Linked DNA regions of Mus musculus: all the other regions are linked to region 1. The links are chromatin contacts, called in public promoter capture Hi-C maps. All regions are on one chromosome and are shown on one strand. Each heading gives the region's core, a stretch centred on a gene start, on an enhancer-like site or on the middle of the called end of the contact. The rest is flanking DNA. Distances are from core to core; before and after follow the strand shown.

What was found. Promoter capture Hi-C pulls out the DNA fragments that hold promoters and counts their contacts. Capture Hi-C pulls out chosen DNA fragments and counts their contacts.
Region 2: a contact with region 1 is called in a promoter capture Hi-C map of liver. The contact joins two enhancer-like sites. A contact is called at or near these places in 11 of 39 promoter capture datasets (the C10 cell line, the HPC-7 cell line, cranial neural crest and 8 more), 11 of 115 datasets of contacts at active chromatin or transcription factors (bone marrow-derived macrophages, embryonic basal ganglia, embryonic forebrain and 6 more) and 4 of 9 other capture datasets (adipose tissue, embryonic stem cells, liver and 1 more).
Region 3: a promoter capture Hi-C map of liver shows a contact between it and region 1. The contact joins two enhancer-like sites. A contact is called at or near these places in 1 of 39 promoter capture datasets (the C10 cell line), 1 of 484 Hi-C or Micro-C datasets (nephron progenitors), 7 of 115 datasets of contacts at active chromatin or transcription factors (the 230-238 cell line, bone marrow-derived macrophages, embryonic stem cells and 2 more) and 4 of 9 other capture datasets (adipose tissue, embryonic stem cells, liver and 1 more).

The regions. Positions count from the first base shown.
Region 1 is chr4:150,570,760-150,575,187 of GRCm38.p6, forward strand. The region is part of intron 12 of Rere (arginine glutamic acid dipeptide (RE) repeats); the gene reads left to right. Among named protein-coding and RNA genes, the nearest start is that of Slc45a1, 79 kb to the right of the region's middle. Within about 2 kb of position 1,887, at least 31 of the 459 cell types and tissues checked have an H3K27ac peak or open chromatin away from gene starts, as enhancers often do. A contact at or near this core is called in liver, where this site is marked.
Region 2 is chr4:150,325,152-150,329,579 of GRCm38.p6, forward strand. The region is part of intron 1 of Rere (arginine glutamic acid dipeptide (RE) repeats); the gene reads left to right. Among named protein-coding and RNA genes, the nearest start is that of Rere, 45 kb to the left of the region's middle. Within about 2 kb of position 2,535, at least 3 of the 459 cell types and tissues checked have an H3K27ac peak or open chromatin away from gene starts, as enhancers often do. A contact at or near this core is called in liver, where this site is marked.
Region 3 is chr4:150,399,965-150,404,392 of GRCm38.p6, forward strand. The region is part of intron 1 of Rere (arginine glutamic acid dipeptide (RE) repeats); the gene reads left to right. Among named protein-coding and RNA genes, the nearest start is that of Gm52709, 65 kb to the right of the region's middle. Within about 2 kb of position 2,242, at least 64 of the 459 cell types and tissues checked have an H3K27ac peak or open chromatin away from gene starts, as enhancers often do. A contact at or near this core is called in liver, where this site is marked.

The DNA.
Region 1 (4,428 bases), core at 637-3,136:
TCACTTTGTAGTGAAAAGGGTTTTTATTAGTTGCTTAATGGGGGCTTTAAAAAAATTCCTTTGCTGTTTCAAAAGCTGAGGGTCAAATGCTGACCTGACCATTGCTTTTGATGAACTTGCTGTGGGAGAGTGTGCGGAGACTTCCTTGGTAGGTGACACTGTAAGGGTACAAGCTCAGTTACCTGTGGGTGCTTGCCTCCAGGAAGGTGGGGTGGACCACCCACCTCACCCTGCTGGCAGCCTCCAGTCTGACCCAGTGACCGGAAGTACCTCCCACCTAGGAGGGGAGGAGGGCTAGGATTGATATTTAGTCTGGCTTTTAGGAAGAGAGGGGTGAATGAAGAATATCCATTACCAAAGTGATGGTAGGTTTTCTCAGTTGGTGGTTACTGATTGCCTCTTGGTGTTTAATGCTCTTACTTATTATTAAAAATGAACAGTTTGTTTCTGGACTGTAGAACCCTGATAACTGGGGAGAAAGGTTCTGAGATTCCAAGTATATCCCAGTAAACAGATTTCTCCAGTTAATGATAACTAAGTTAAGATTAAATCATCATTGTGCATCTAAATGTGTGGAGATGGGCCACTGAGAGGACTCAAACTATAGATATTAAGATATATTGTGGAAACAACCTGTTTCTTACTCTTTCCAGAACAGGTTTTGAAGAGACTTTGTAATGGAGAGCAGAGCAGCAGCAGCGATGTAAAAACTCTTAAGTGTTCTGAGAATCTCATATTTTCTAAGTTTGTTACATACTTTAATGCTAGGCAGTGGTGTCGCACACCTTTAATCCCAGCACTTGGGAGGCAGAGGCAGGCGGATTTCTGAGTTTGAGGCCAGCCTGGTCTACAGAGTGAGTTCCAGGACAGCCAGGGCTACACAGAGAAACCCTGTCTCTAAACAAACAAACAAACAAACAAACAAAAAACAAAATAAAAAAAGAGTGTCTTGACTCAAAAGTAGCAGCCTTCTTTGGGCTGAGTAGAAAAGTCAGTGAGATGTGTCAAGTTGATAGCTCATTTTTAGCCTATCAGCTCAGTTGGTCTTTTTGTTTGTTTGTTTGTTTGTTTTGTTTTTTTTTCTTTTTGTTTTTTTTGTTTTTTTTTTTTTTTTTTTTTTTTTTTTTGTTACTGGTGCTGGGATTGAGCCCTTAGCAATTATCTCAACCCTCCTGCTCTAGACTCTTATCTGTCTCTTTTATCTGCTGAAAGTTGTAAATCGTAAAGATCTGACAAAAGAAATCTGGACAATCTTTTTATCTTGATGCTTTGTAGGACCGGAAGGGAGGAAGCAAGGAAGAAAAAAGAAAAGTAGTACAATTGAGGATTAAACCAAAATCTTAGATGGAGGTGGGGGCTGGGGATGCTGGGAATCCATCCAGGGTCTTGTGCTTGCTTAACAACCTTGGAAACGCAAGACAGTTTTATTCAGCAGAGTAGCAGAAAGCAGGCCTGGCTGACCTTTAACCTAGCACAGTGTTCCTTACCTGGTTTCCTAACTAGAAAGTCTGTCCTAATCCCACCTGACCCTGGCTGCCCACGTCAGGGTCTGATTCAGTTAACTTGTGCCCTTTCCTGCTGCGGAGCAGCCCTGTCATTCCAGGGATGCTTCCCCTCACCTGCCATGCCTGTGCCTTCTCTAACACCGTTCCCTCCCAGTTCCCAGCCGTTTCGTGTGGGCACAGTCCCTAGAGTACAGGAAGCAGAGAGGTCTGCAGCCCTGGAGGGCCTCTCCCACTTCTGCTGAGTGTCATTAGGTCCCACTCCCTTCTCCTTGCTTGGGAGGAGTTTGGTAGTTGGGTGAATCTCTTAATTGTTCTAGTCAGCTGGGAGAGGCACTTGTCTTATATTTTCCTTAGCTATCTACCGAGCCTGGCTAATCATTACAGACCACTAAGGGAGGAGGCAAAGGTCACTTCATTCTGTTGCAGAAGATGAGGGACTTTGCAGGTACCAGTGTTCCAGAACTTCCTTGATAAAAACCTTATGGTTATGAAACTTTCTATAGAAAATTCTTACAATCTAGATGCTTTGCCACATTTTCTTCTATTGTATTACGGGCTTCTTTCTTTGCTAGTCCCAGAAGATTTGAAACATCAGAAGGGCATGACTGGGTTCTGGGGGGGTCAGCAGACCTGTGTTGTATCGATGGTCTGGCCGGTATCTATAGCACCTGATCTCTCTGAAGGTTTTTTCTGGCTTAGTTTGATGCTGTGGGAAGTTCAAATCACATTTTGACAGGTTACTGGGAAGTTATTGTTTCTGAAATGGTGCTTCTTTGCATGAGACAGATGTTCTCAGCCTAAAAAAAAGTGGGGTGCTGGGGCCTGGGAGACCCTGGAGAGATGGCTCATAGCTTAAGAGCACTTCCTGTCCTAACAGAAGAACAGGACTCACTTGACAGCGCCTACATCCGGCATCTAAATCTCTTGTTACTGTAGCTCAGGAGATCTAGCACTCTCTTTAGACCTCTCAGCACACACACACACACACACACACACACACACACACACACGGCATACAGGCGTATATATAAAACAAATAAAATTGAGATTTTTTTTTTAACTTTTTTTTTTTTTTTTTTTGGTTTTTCGAGACAGGGTTTCTCTGTGTAGCCCTGGCTGTCCTAGAACTCACTCTGTAGACCAGGCTGGCCTCGAACTCAAGAGATCCACCTGCTTCTGCCTCCCGAGTGCTGGGATTAAAGGCGTGCGCCACCACGCCCGGCTTTTTTTTTTTTTTTTTTTTTTTACTTTTATTGTATGTATATGATGTTTTGCCTGAGGAGGTCAGAAGAGGGTATCTGTGGATCCTCTAGAACAAAGTTACAGTTGCAGATGGTCATGAGCTACAATGTGGGTGCTGGAAATTAATCCTGGGCCCTCTGGAAAAGCAGTCAATGCTCTTAATTGCTGAGCCATCTCTCTAGCCTCAGAATAAATATTTTTAAAGATTATTTTATGTGTATGAGTGTTTTGCATGTATGTATGTCTGTGCACCACATGGATGCCTGCAGAGGTCAGAAGGGGGCATTTGATCCCCTGGAACTAGAATTACAGACAGTTACGAACCACCATGTAGGTGCTGGTAATCAAACTGTGTTCTCTACAAAAACAGCAAGCAGCAAGTATTCTTGTTTGTTTTGTTTTGTTTTGTTTCAAGACAGGGTTTCAGGCTTTCTCTCTGTAGCCCTGGCTGTCCTGGAACTCACTCTGTTGTAGACCAGGCTGGCCTCGAACTCAGAAATCCGCCCAAGCAGCAAGTATTCTTGTTTGTTTTGTTTTGTTTTGTTTCAAGACAGGGTTTCAGGATTTCTCTGTGTAGCCCTGGCTGTCCTGGAACTCACTCTGTTGTAGACCAGGCTGGCCTCGAACTCAGAAATCCGCCTGCCTCTGCCTCCTAAGTGCTGGGGTTAAAGGTGTGCGCCACCACTGCCCAGTGTAGCAAGTGTTCTTAATCTGTAAGCCACTTCTTGAGCCTCAAAATATTTTACACACACACACACACACACACACCTACCACGTCTATAGGAGGGTTTTTTTGTTTTGGGTTTTTTTGTTTTTTTTGTCTGTTTAGTTGGTTGGTTTTGGTTTTATTGGGGGGGGGTTGTTTTGTTTGAGACACATTTCTCATTTCTCTGTGTAACTCTGACTGTCCTGGAACTCACTCTGTAGATCAGACTGGCCTCAAGCTAACCAAGATCCTACTGACTGCTGGGATTAAATATATGTGCCACCACTGCCTAACTAATAAAGATAATTTTTTTAAAAATGCTTTAAAGAAAAAAAAAATGAAAAGGCTAAAGTACTGTTTAACTGTTGCTGCAATGGACTGCTGTTGTCTCTGCCACTCATGCTGTGGGCTTCAGGCAGGTTACTGGACACTTTTGTTTTTTGATTCCTGTGAAACCATGTGATAACTCCAAGTTCTTAGACCATGAGTGAAAATTTAAATGAGGTGATATCTATAAAGAGTATATAAAAATATTTTCCCAATCTATTATATTCTGTTGAAAACAAGTCTTTGTGTGCACATATGTGTGCTTGCTAGGGATCAGACCCTGGTCGTCATCATGCTAGAAAAGTGTTTCCCGCTGAGCTCTGCACCGTTGCCGCCACACCATGCACACAGTGGTTCTGCTCTGGAGCTGTTCTCCCCGTCACCTGTCCTTGCTCTTGAGTTACTCGGGAAAGGTGGAGGAGAGCCTACAGGAGTCCCTGGGTGGGAGCAGGTCTCCTTACCTTTGGAGGCTCCTGTAGGAGTCCCATTCCTCCCATTCACTACAGGCCTTTATGTCTGATAAAAGTGCCTGTGCAACGGACATCAGCTTTCCTAACACTTGGTTTCTGGAGTTTGTTATACAGGGGCTAGGTCTGGCTTTCCTCTGAATGCTGCTGCCCACTGAAGTGGGAATAGTGGCTGTGATTA
Region 2 (4,428 bases), core at 1,285-3,784, 240 kb before region 1:
ACATGTGTGTTCAGTGTCCATGAGAGAAGAGGGTATCAGATTCCCTGGGACTGGAGTGGGTGCTGTGCATCAGACCTGAGTCCTTTGGGAAAGCAGCCAGTGCTCTTAGCTGCTGCCAACTCTACAGTACCTCCTGTCTGTTTTAGTACCCATTCTGCAGCAAGCCCCCTTCCCCCCGCCCCCTTTCTTTCTCTTCTTCCTTTTCTCTAGCAATTACTATTCTTTTTTTTTTTAAAGATCAACTTTGGCTCCTATAAGTTAGTATTCACATGCTGCATTTGTCTTTGTGTGCTTGGTTTATTGCACTTAATATAGTATAATAATCTCCTCTAGTTCGATCTGTGTTGTTGCAAATGACAGAATTTCAATTTTTTAAATGGCTAAGTAGCATTCCATTATGCGTGTGCACATTTGCTTTAATCCATTCATCTGTCATGGGTTGAGCCCATATGTTGACTCTTGTGAACAGTTCTGTAATAAACATGAGAACTTCCTCCACCCTTTGTGAAACAAGGTTTTGCTCAGTAGCCCAGGAAGTCCTAGGAGTATTGGTGTGTTTGTGCCCTGTTCCTGGCTAGCTGTAATATATTAGAATGCACCCTTTTATTACATGCTTGAGACTTCCACATAACTGCTTGCTTGTTATCACTGTGATCCTTCCATGTTTTTCATAAAGTGTCAGAGGAGGATTGTGAAGACGTAGCTTATGTGTAGGAGAGTTTAAGTGAACCGGAAGGCACTTCCTGCATCTGTACTGTACCATTTAGATTTGGCCAAAATATCTGGGGCTTCTCCACTGTGGGAAATGCATGTTTGTGTTATTGAGAAAGAAAATCCCTGAGGATTCCTGATCCATGGGGAATGATGTTTTCCGGACGATGGTTAAGTGTCCTTCCTGTGTCAGGTACAGCATCTTGGGACAGCATGTGCTGAAGCATCATTATGACATTTTGAAGTTTTAATGCTCTCTTTCTTACAGTTGAAGACATTGTTTGCCAAACCACATTGCTGTGAACATGTGTTTTCATTTCTCTTGGGTGTATACCTAGAAGGAAAATTGTGATTTATGCCAGGCCTCTTCATTAGTGTTTTGAGGAACTGCCAAACTATTTTTCAGAGTGACTTCTACCATTGACAGAGACTAGTTTCACCTAGGAAGAGAAGGTCTCAATTGGGGAATTGCCTCTATCAAATTGGCTTGTGGGAGTGTTTGTCTCATTTCTTGATTAATGATGGATGTGGTCCATCCTACTGTGGGCGGCACCACTCTTAGGTGGGCTTGGGTTGAATAAGAAAGCAAGCTGAACAGGCCATGAAAGGAAGTAGTCATTGTTCTTCAGTGATCTCTGCTTTAAGCTCCTTTCTTGAGTTCTTGCCTTGACTTCTTTGGATGGTGGGCTGGACTATCAACCAAGTAAACTACACCCCTTTCTCTCTCAAGTTTTGATCAGTGTTTTATAACAACACAGAGCCAACCAGAATTACCATGCTACAGCTCTACCAGCAGTGGGTGACGTCATCTAATATCTGTACTTGGCTGTGGGGCAGACAAGTCCCACTGAGGATTTAACTGCAGTTCTGATTTGTTTTATTATATAGAGCAAATCTCTATCTTCTTGTGTGTGTGTTTTAAGGATTTATTTATTTAATGTATATGAGTGCTTTATCTGCATGTACACCTGTATGCCAGGATAGGGTATCGGTTCCCACCATGTGTTTGCTGGGAATTGAACTCAGGACCTCTGGGGGAATTGAACTCAGGACCTCTGGAGGATCATCTAGTACTCTTAAATGCTGAGCCATTTCTTCAGCTCCTCCTACTTTTGTGTGTGTGTCACAGAACTTTATTTAGCAAAAAGTTTTATATGAAAATGTACATGACCCAATTTCTAATGGGTAGCGAAATGCACTGCAACAGATAGGGGAATCTGTTGATGAAACAGATGAAAAATCAGTTGGATTTGATAGTTGTCGGAGCAATTGTTACTCTTAACCTGGGGCCATAAAGCTTAACTAGTTAGGGGTATGAAATGCATTAAGAATTTGGGAATACAAGAAGAGACTGATTTTTAGAGAAGAATTATAAGCATGATTTTTTATTTGTGTGTGTGTGTGTGTGTGTGTGTGTGTGTGTATAGCATGAGTGTGTAAGTGTGTACCTATGGAGGCCAGGGGAGGTCTTCAGGTGTCTTCTGTCATTCTCTGTATTACTGCCTTGAGATGGGGTCTGTATTTGAACTGGAAGCTCACTGCTTTGATTAGGTTGGCCAACCAGTGAGTTCTTGGCATCTGCCTGTCCAGTGCTGGGGTTATAGGTACATGGAGCCATGTGTGACTTTTCATGTGTGTGATGGGGATTCAGATCTAGATTCTCTGCCTTGAACAGTAAGTGACTCTGGAAAGAAGTAAAAGGTTGTGAGAATAGAGCTAGTTGAAACTTAAAACAAATAAAAAAGCATGTGTGAGGGGTGTGTATGAGTGCTTCTGTGAGTGTGTGTTCTGTTGTGCATGCAGGACTAGTGGGAGGCCAGAAGAGGGCACCAGATCCCTTAGACCTAGCGTTTCTGTTCTCCTGAGGGGGTGTTTGACATTCCTCTAAACCAGTTTCTAGACGGTGGTGACTGATAAAATAAATGTAAGTGACACTTAAGAATTAAAACGAATTTGACTCATGGTAGTGCTTTTCTTCGTGATTATTGATTTGGGATGGTGTGTATTTAGTTATGGACTGAGCGTTTCATCATTTTGTACAGGCTGACCTTGAGCTCTTGGAGCCTCAGCCACCAAAACAGCTGGAATTCCAGATGGGATTCCAAGCTAATTCTGCCAGCATTTTCATGTGGGGTATGACTCCCAGTTCCTCATTCCTGCAAGGCAGGCATTTTACTTGGGTTTATTTTGATCATTCATCATTCATTCATTCATTCATTCATTCATTCGAGGCAGGGTTTCTTTGTGTAGTCCTAGCGGTCTTTGGACTCATAGAGATGCACCTGTCTCTGCCTCCCAAGTACTGGGATCAAAGGTGTGCGCCACCACAGCCCAGCTTTCCTTCCTCTCTTATTTATCTATTCCTGTTTTGTCTTTGTTGCATTTTCCACTAATGGAAAGGAATATTCTTGTTTGAGTTTGTGTCAACAGAGGTGCCTGGCTCATTTCATTTATCTGCTCTTGGTCTTTTTCTTGTTATACTTTTCCATCCTTGTCTTTTGAAGGGTAATGCTTATTTCTGTGTTACATTAGTAAACTCTGAAGTATGGAGTTGATTTTAATAATTTTCTCACATAAAGGAATTTTACTTTAATGTGTCAGAAAGAGGTAATAATTGACATTACAATACTAGTATTAATTTTTAAGGGAAAACATAACATTTCACTGACTCAATACTTTTTGCCTTTTTTTTTAATAGATTTTTTTTATTTCGTATTTTCCTCAATTACATTTCCAATGCTAGCTCAAAAGTCCCCCATGCCCTCCCCACTTTTTGCCTTTTCTTGAAAGGACTATTTTTTCTTCATACCAGAAGAGGGCATAGAATCCCATTACAGATGGTTGTGAGCCACCATGTAGTTGCTGGGAATTGAGCTCAAGACCTGGAAGAGCAGTCAGTGCTCGTAACAGCTGACCTATCTCTCCAGCCCCGATTTTTGCTTTTTTGATCCTCTTTGCTAAGTATCTTTTTGATAGCATCTTGACATTTAGGTAAAAGGATAACATTTGCTAACTGACAGAATTAGAAGGCTCTGAGTGCTTGCCTGACATAAGGGCAACCTTGGCTTCAAAACTGAGAACATCTGGGTGGAGAGGTGCACACCTTTAATCCTAGCACTCAGGAGCTGAGGCAGTCAGATCTCTGTGAGTTTGAGGCCAGCCTGGTCTACAAGTGGGTTCCAGGACAGCCAGGGCTACACAAAGAAACATAGAGAGAAACAACAACAAACCTGAAAGGAGCCAGGTGTGGTAATGCATGCCTTTAGTCCTAGCACTTAGGAGGCAGACTGAGGCTTCTGAGTTAAGAGGCCAGCCTGATCTACTTCGAAAGTACCAGGCTAGCCAAACATAAAGATATGCACACAGAGAGGTGTAGACACACACCCTACCCTCAAACCCAAGCAACAAATGAGAGAGGGGAAGAGATGTGGAACAGCTCTTTCAAGATCCAAAACAGTTTTTTATTTCTGCTAAATAAAGTCTATTTCTAATAACCCGTAAGAACTTTACCTAGGCTTGCAAGGCATTTTTCTATTTCTTCTTTAGTAAAGAACCATTTTCCTAAGATTAACACTGGGGAAATACCACTGGAAGCCTTCCCTGATTGTGAGTGTGAGTTCAGTACACCAGCAGCTGCTCTAACTTGCATCTTAAGTGTTTATGGAAAGTCCATGTGTTAGGGGTCTGCTCCGTAGCTTGTGGCACTTTTGGAAAGAT
Region 3 (4,428 bases), core at 992-3,491, 170 kb before region 1:
ATATAGACAAACTTTAAAGAGATCTGCCTACCTCTGCCTCTCAAGTGCCAGGATTTAGAGCCATCATCAGGCTTGGCCTGGTATTCAACAACTTATGATGGAAAATAATCCTCACTGCCAGATAACATTGCTGGTTTTCAAAGGTTTTCTTTTTGTTTTTGTTTTTTAATTTTAATAGTCTGCAACAGCACCAGGTTTTCATTGCTCACTACATGAGATAACCTGGAATTTTGAGGCACATAATTTAAAGCAGGATAGCTTTGTGGTTAAGAGATGGACTCTGGCCAGGCATGATGGTGTACACCTTTAATCCCAGCACTTTGGATGCAGAGACGAGTGGATCTCTGTTCAAGGCTAGCCTGGTCTACATATGGTGACCCTTTCTGGAAAACAGACAAACAGAGGTAGGTGAGAGAAGGGATGGGAGTCAGGGGAGATGGGCGCTGCTGGTGGTGATTTAACCGTCTGGAAGAGCAGTTATAACCATGTACAAGGTCCTGGGTTTAATCTCAGCATCACAAGTGGGTTGTAGATGTAAGAAACATCATGTGTGTGATTTTAGTCATCTTGCTTAGCCCCTTTTTGTGCCTGCTTTGGCTGTTGTGGCATTTCTATAACAGTAACACCTATTGAATTTTATAAGGCTATAGATGTTACCACGGCATGGTTTGGTTTAGTTTACACATATTTTTCCTGCATAGTTGCTATTTATGTCTGTTTCCTCTCAGATGTATCTTGGTTCCAGTGGACTGGGGGAAGGACAGTTGATATCCTTCCTTTAACCTTTGGTGTTGATCAGAAAACTCCTAAGAAAGAATTGAGAAAATCTTTGGTGAACCTTGGGGTCACTGCTGTGGGCAGTGTACAGTCTGTGCTTGGTATGTACACCCCCTCAGCATGAGAGATGAGTGTTCTGTGAAGTTGATGATCTGTCAAATTTTTCACTTACTTTCTTGATGGTCTCCTTTGGTTTCATGCTTTACTAATGTAAAATCTAAGTTTCTTTTTTTAAAAAAAGATTTGTTTGTTTTTAATTTTATGTGTATGGATATTCTATCTGTGTGTCTGTCTGTCTACCATATAGTCCTGTGGGTGCTAGGATGAATTCCATTGTTCTTCATCTCTGAGCTATCTCTCCAAACCACCAAACCTAAGTTTCTCTCTTGAGTGCAGACACTTGTCTGTCTAGATCCTTACATGTGCGTCCTGTCTCCTCACCATGCTCAGGATGAACCCCAGGTCTACCACTGAGCTCCCAGATCTCAGACAATGGTGGCTTCATCTGCCAGTTGTTCAGGCCACATTCCTCAGCATTGTTGGTGACATCATTGTCACCGAAGTGACATCAGTTTGCTTTTATCTTAAAAACACCTAGAAAGCTGGACCTAGTAGTACAGATCTAATCCCATCTAGGAAGTCGAGGTAGAAGAGCTTAACCTAGGGCCTGGGCATCTCAGAGCCCTTTCAGAAAAACAGGAGAAGAGCACTTGAATTGTTGTTTTGTGGTAGATTGCTCATATATCATGTGCAGTGCCCCGAGTTCAGTCTCCAGAACTACAAAGATAAATACACAAAATTCTAGAAACAGATTTGAAAGTCCATAGAAATCAGACATTTTCCATTGTCTACCTCCACCATCTTGGCTATTTTAGCCTTAATCAGCCCTTGTGCTTCAAGTTTTCCTTTTTTATGGGGAGGTGATTTTTTTTTTTTTTTTTGAGGGAGGTCTTGGTGGCAGGCATGAGAGACTGGCTGCAAAGTTACAGAGATCTGCCTGCCTCTCATGTGCTTGGATTAAAGGTGTGTGCCACCACATCTGACAGGATCTTTTTTAAAAACCTAAGTATTTCATTACTATATTTGTATGCCTTCCCCTCAGCAGAGGGTTTTAGATCACAGAGAAGCTGGAGTTCCGGGAAGTTGTGAGACATGTCATGTGGGTGCTGGAAACTTAGCTCTGCTTGTTTGGAAGAGCAGCGAGCACTCTGGCTGTGACCAATGTGATCATTATTTCTTTCCTATCATATCCTTATGGGAATGCCAAGAAGAGTCAGTTCACGCCCTTGAATGACAGCCAACACTTTTACAAGGCCTCCAAAGTCTCTAATGTCTGCCAGGTCCAGCTTTCTCTGCCCCTGCCCCGAACTCTTGGAACTTCTTTTTAGCCCCTCGTTGTCTCTTGTCCTTCCAGTCTGCCTGGCCTCTTGGATTCTGACCGTGTCTGGACCAACTGATTGTGAGCACTTGCCCTTGCCTCAGAGTCCGTCGTCCTGGCCCTGTGGCTTCTTCCCTCACTATCTCATTGGAGTGTCTCAGGAGGTCATCCCAGATAGAAACGTGTCTTCATTTGCAGCCGTCCTGGTCCTCGTTGTCTTCCCACTTGAGATTGTTGAATGTGAGCATATTTGTGGTCTTCCACTTCCTGGAACATAACTTCTACCAGGGGAGAGATGCTTGTGTTTGCTGTTTCCCAGCCTCTAGAGTAGTAGGAGCAAAGGGCACACACTAGACATGTGTTCAGCCAGTTGATAGCACTTGTGATTCTGAGATGTGTTCTTCACTAGATTTTGTTTTTAATGCAGGATATACTCTGCCTGCTTCATTTGAGCAGTCGAGTTCACACGCATTGAGTATCTGCAGCATTTCTGCTAGAGACAAACACTGCTTTAAACATTCATTTATTTATTTTTGGAGGGAGAGACAGTTTGTGAGTTAGAGCTGTGTGAATTAGCAGCCCAGAGCCATGTAGGAAAAAGGGGCTCCTGTGGAAACTGTGAGCCCTGGCAGTGCCAGAGAGGCCTGGCAGTGCCGGCTGGACTCTGCTCAGCTGCAGCTGCTTCAGATCCTGCCTTTGCACTTGTTGGCAGTATGGCATTGTAGAAATGATCTCTGCTTTATTGTCTATAAAGTAGATAGGACAACTGGTCTGATACAGTTTCCTGAGCCTTTGGAAGAGTCTGATGGGGGAGGGGTATGCTTCGTGACACTCCTGTGTGTTTTCTGCTCGTAAGACGCTCCTAGTAGGGTGGTAGTGACATATCTCTTCAGTGCCATATGATTCCTCTCCGGGTTCCTGTTTTTAGATGTCACATATTGTTGTATTTACTGTCATGATTTCTGTGTTACATGTAAAGGAACGTTACCTATTACCCCCGCTGAGCTAGTTGAGAGGCAAATGCACCTAGCCATTGGATTGATTGTAGTTTCCTCACAGTTGATTGTATTGCTAATTGCTGTGTGTATGTATGCATTAGTAAGATAGAAATATATTTGTGTTCTTTGTGTGTGCACACAGGATTTTTTTATGCGCGTGGATTTTTTCTTGGAATTTTGTAAAAGCATTTGTTTTCATTGTAAATAGAGCATATAATTTTATAGTGAGTAGTAAAGTTTGAATTTATCTTTATCATCTCTGAGAATTGAAGTAACATTGTTTGTTAATTCAGTGTTTTTGGAGAAACTATCTTTAGACAAACAAAAAAAGATATGGGTGTTTTGCTAGGAGATGTGTGTGCACAGCAGTTCTGTACCTTGTCCCCGTGGAGGCCAGAAGAGCAGGAGAGAGACAATCAGGTCACTTAGGGTTAGGAGCTACCTTATGGGTGCTGAGGAGCGAGTCCGTGTCCTCTGGAAGAACAGCCCCAGTTAGTACTTTTAGATGGTTTATTTTAAGTGTGTATGTATGCCTGTGGTGGTGGTGGTGGTTCTATGCACACGCTGTTTCGGTTGCCCAAGAGGCCAGAAGACGCTACCACATCCCTGGAGCGGGGGCCTGAGTGGTTGTGAGCCACTTGGTGTGGATGCTGGGAACCTCTGGTCTTGTCAAGCAGGGAGCACTCTTAACCACTGGGCCTCTCCCTTTCCAGGCCACTGGAACAATTATTGCACTAATCAGGAAAACATTGTTTTTCTTAAACTTCAAAAGCGTTCTGCCTTACATGGTAGAATCCAAGCTGAGATCTTCTCTGTAGATGTCAAGTAGGCTTTGGGATGGTTTCAACGTCAGAGGAACGCTTTGACTGCTGGGTTTAGCTGATAGACTTCTTCCTTTTTTAAATTTTGTTTTGCTCTATTTTATTATTTTGTATGCATGGGCGTTTTGCCTGTGTTTGAGTGTCTGTGCACCACATGCTTGCCGTGCTCCAGCGGCTAGAAGAGTGCCTTGGATTCCCTGGGGACTGGACTAGTGCTACACGAGTGCTGGCGATTAGCTTGCAGTCCTCTAGAAGAGCAACTAGTGTTCTTAATCCATTGTCCCTGTTCTTGTATGATTGCCTTGCTTGGTGAGGAGCGAGGCCACAGATTTCTTTATATACTTTCACCTGGTAATGCCATCGGCCTTGTGCATAGAAGGCGATTCATCCCGTCAAAACTTTTATGAGCACTAGGATGGGTTTCCCCTCTTTTGAAATATGCTAAAAATTGAAT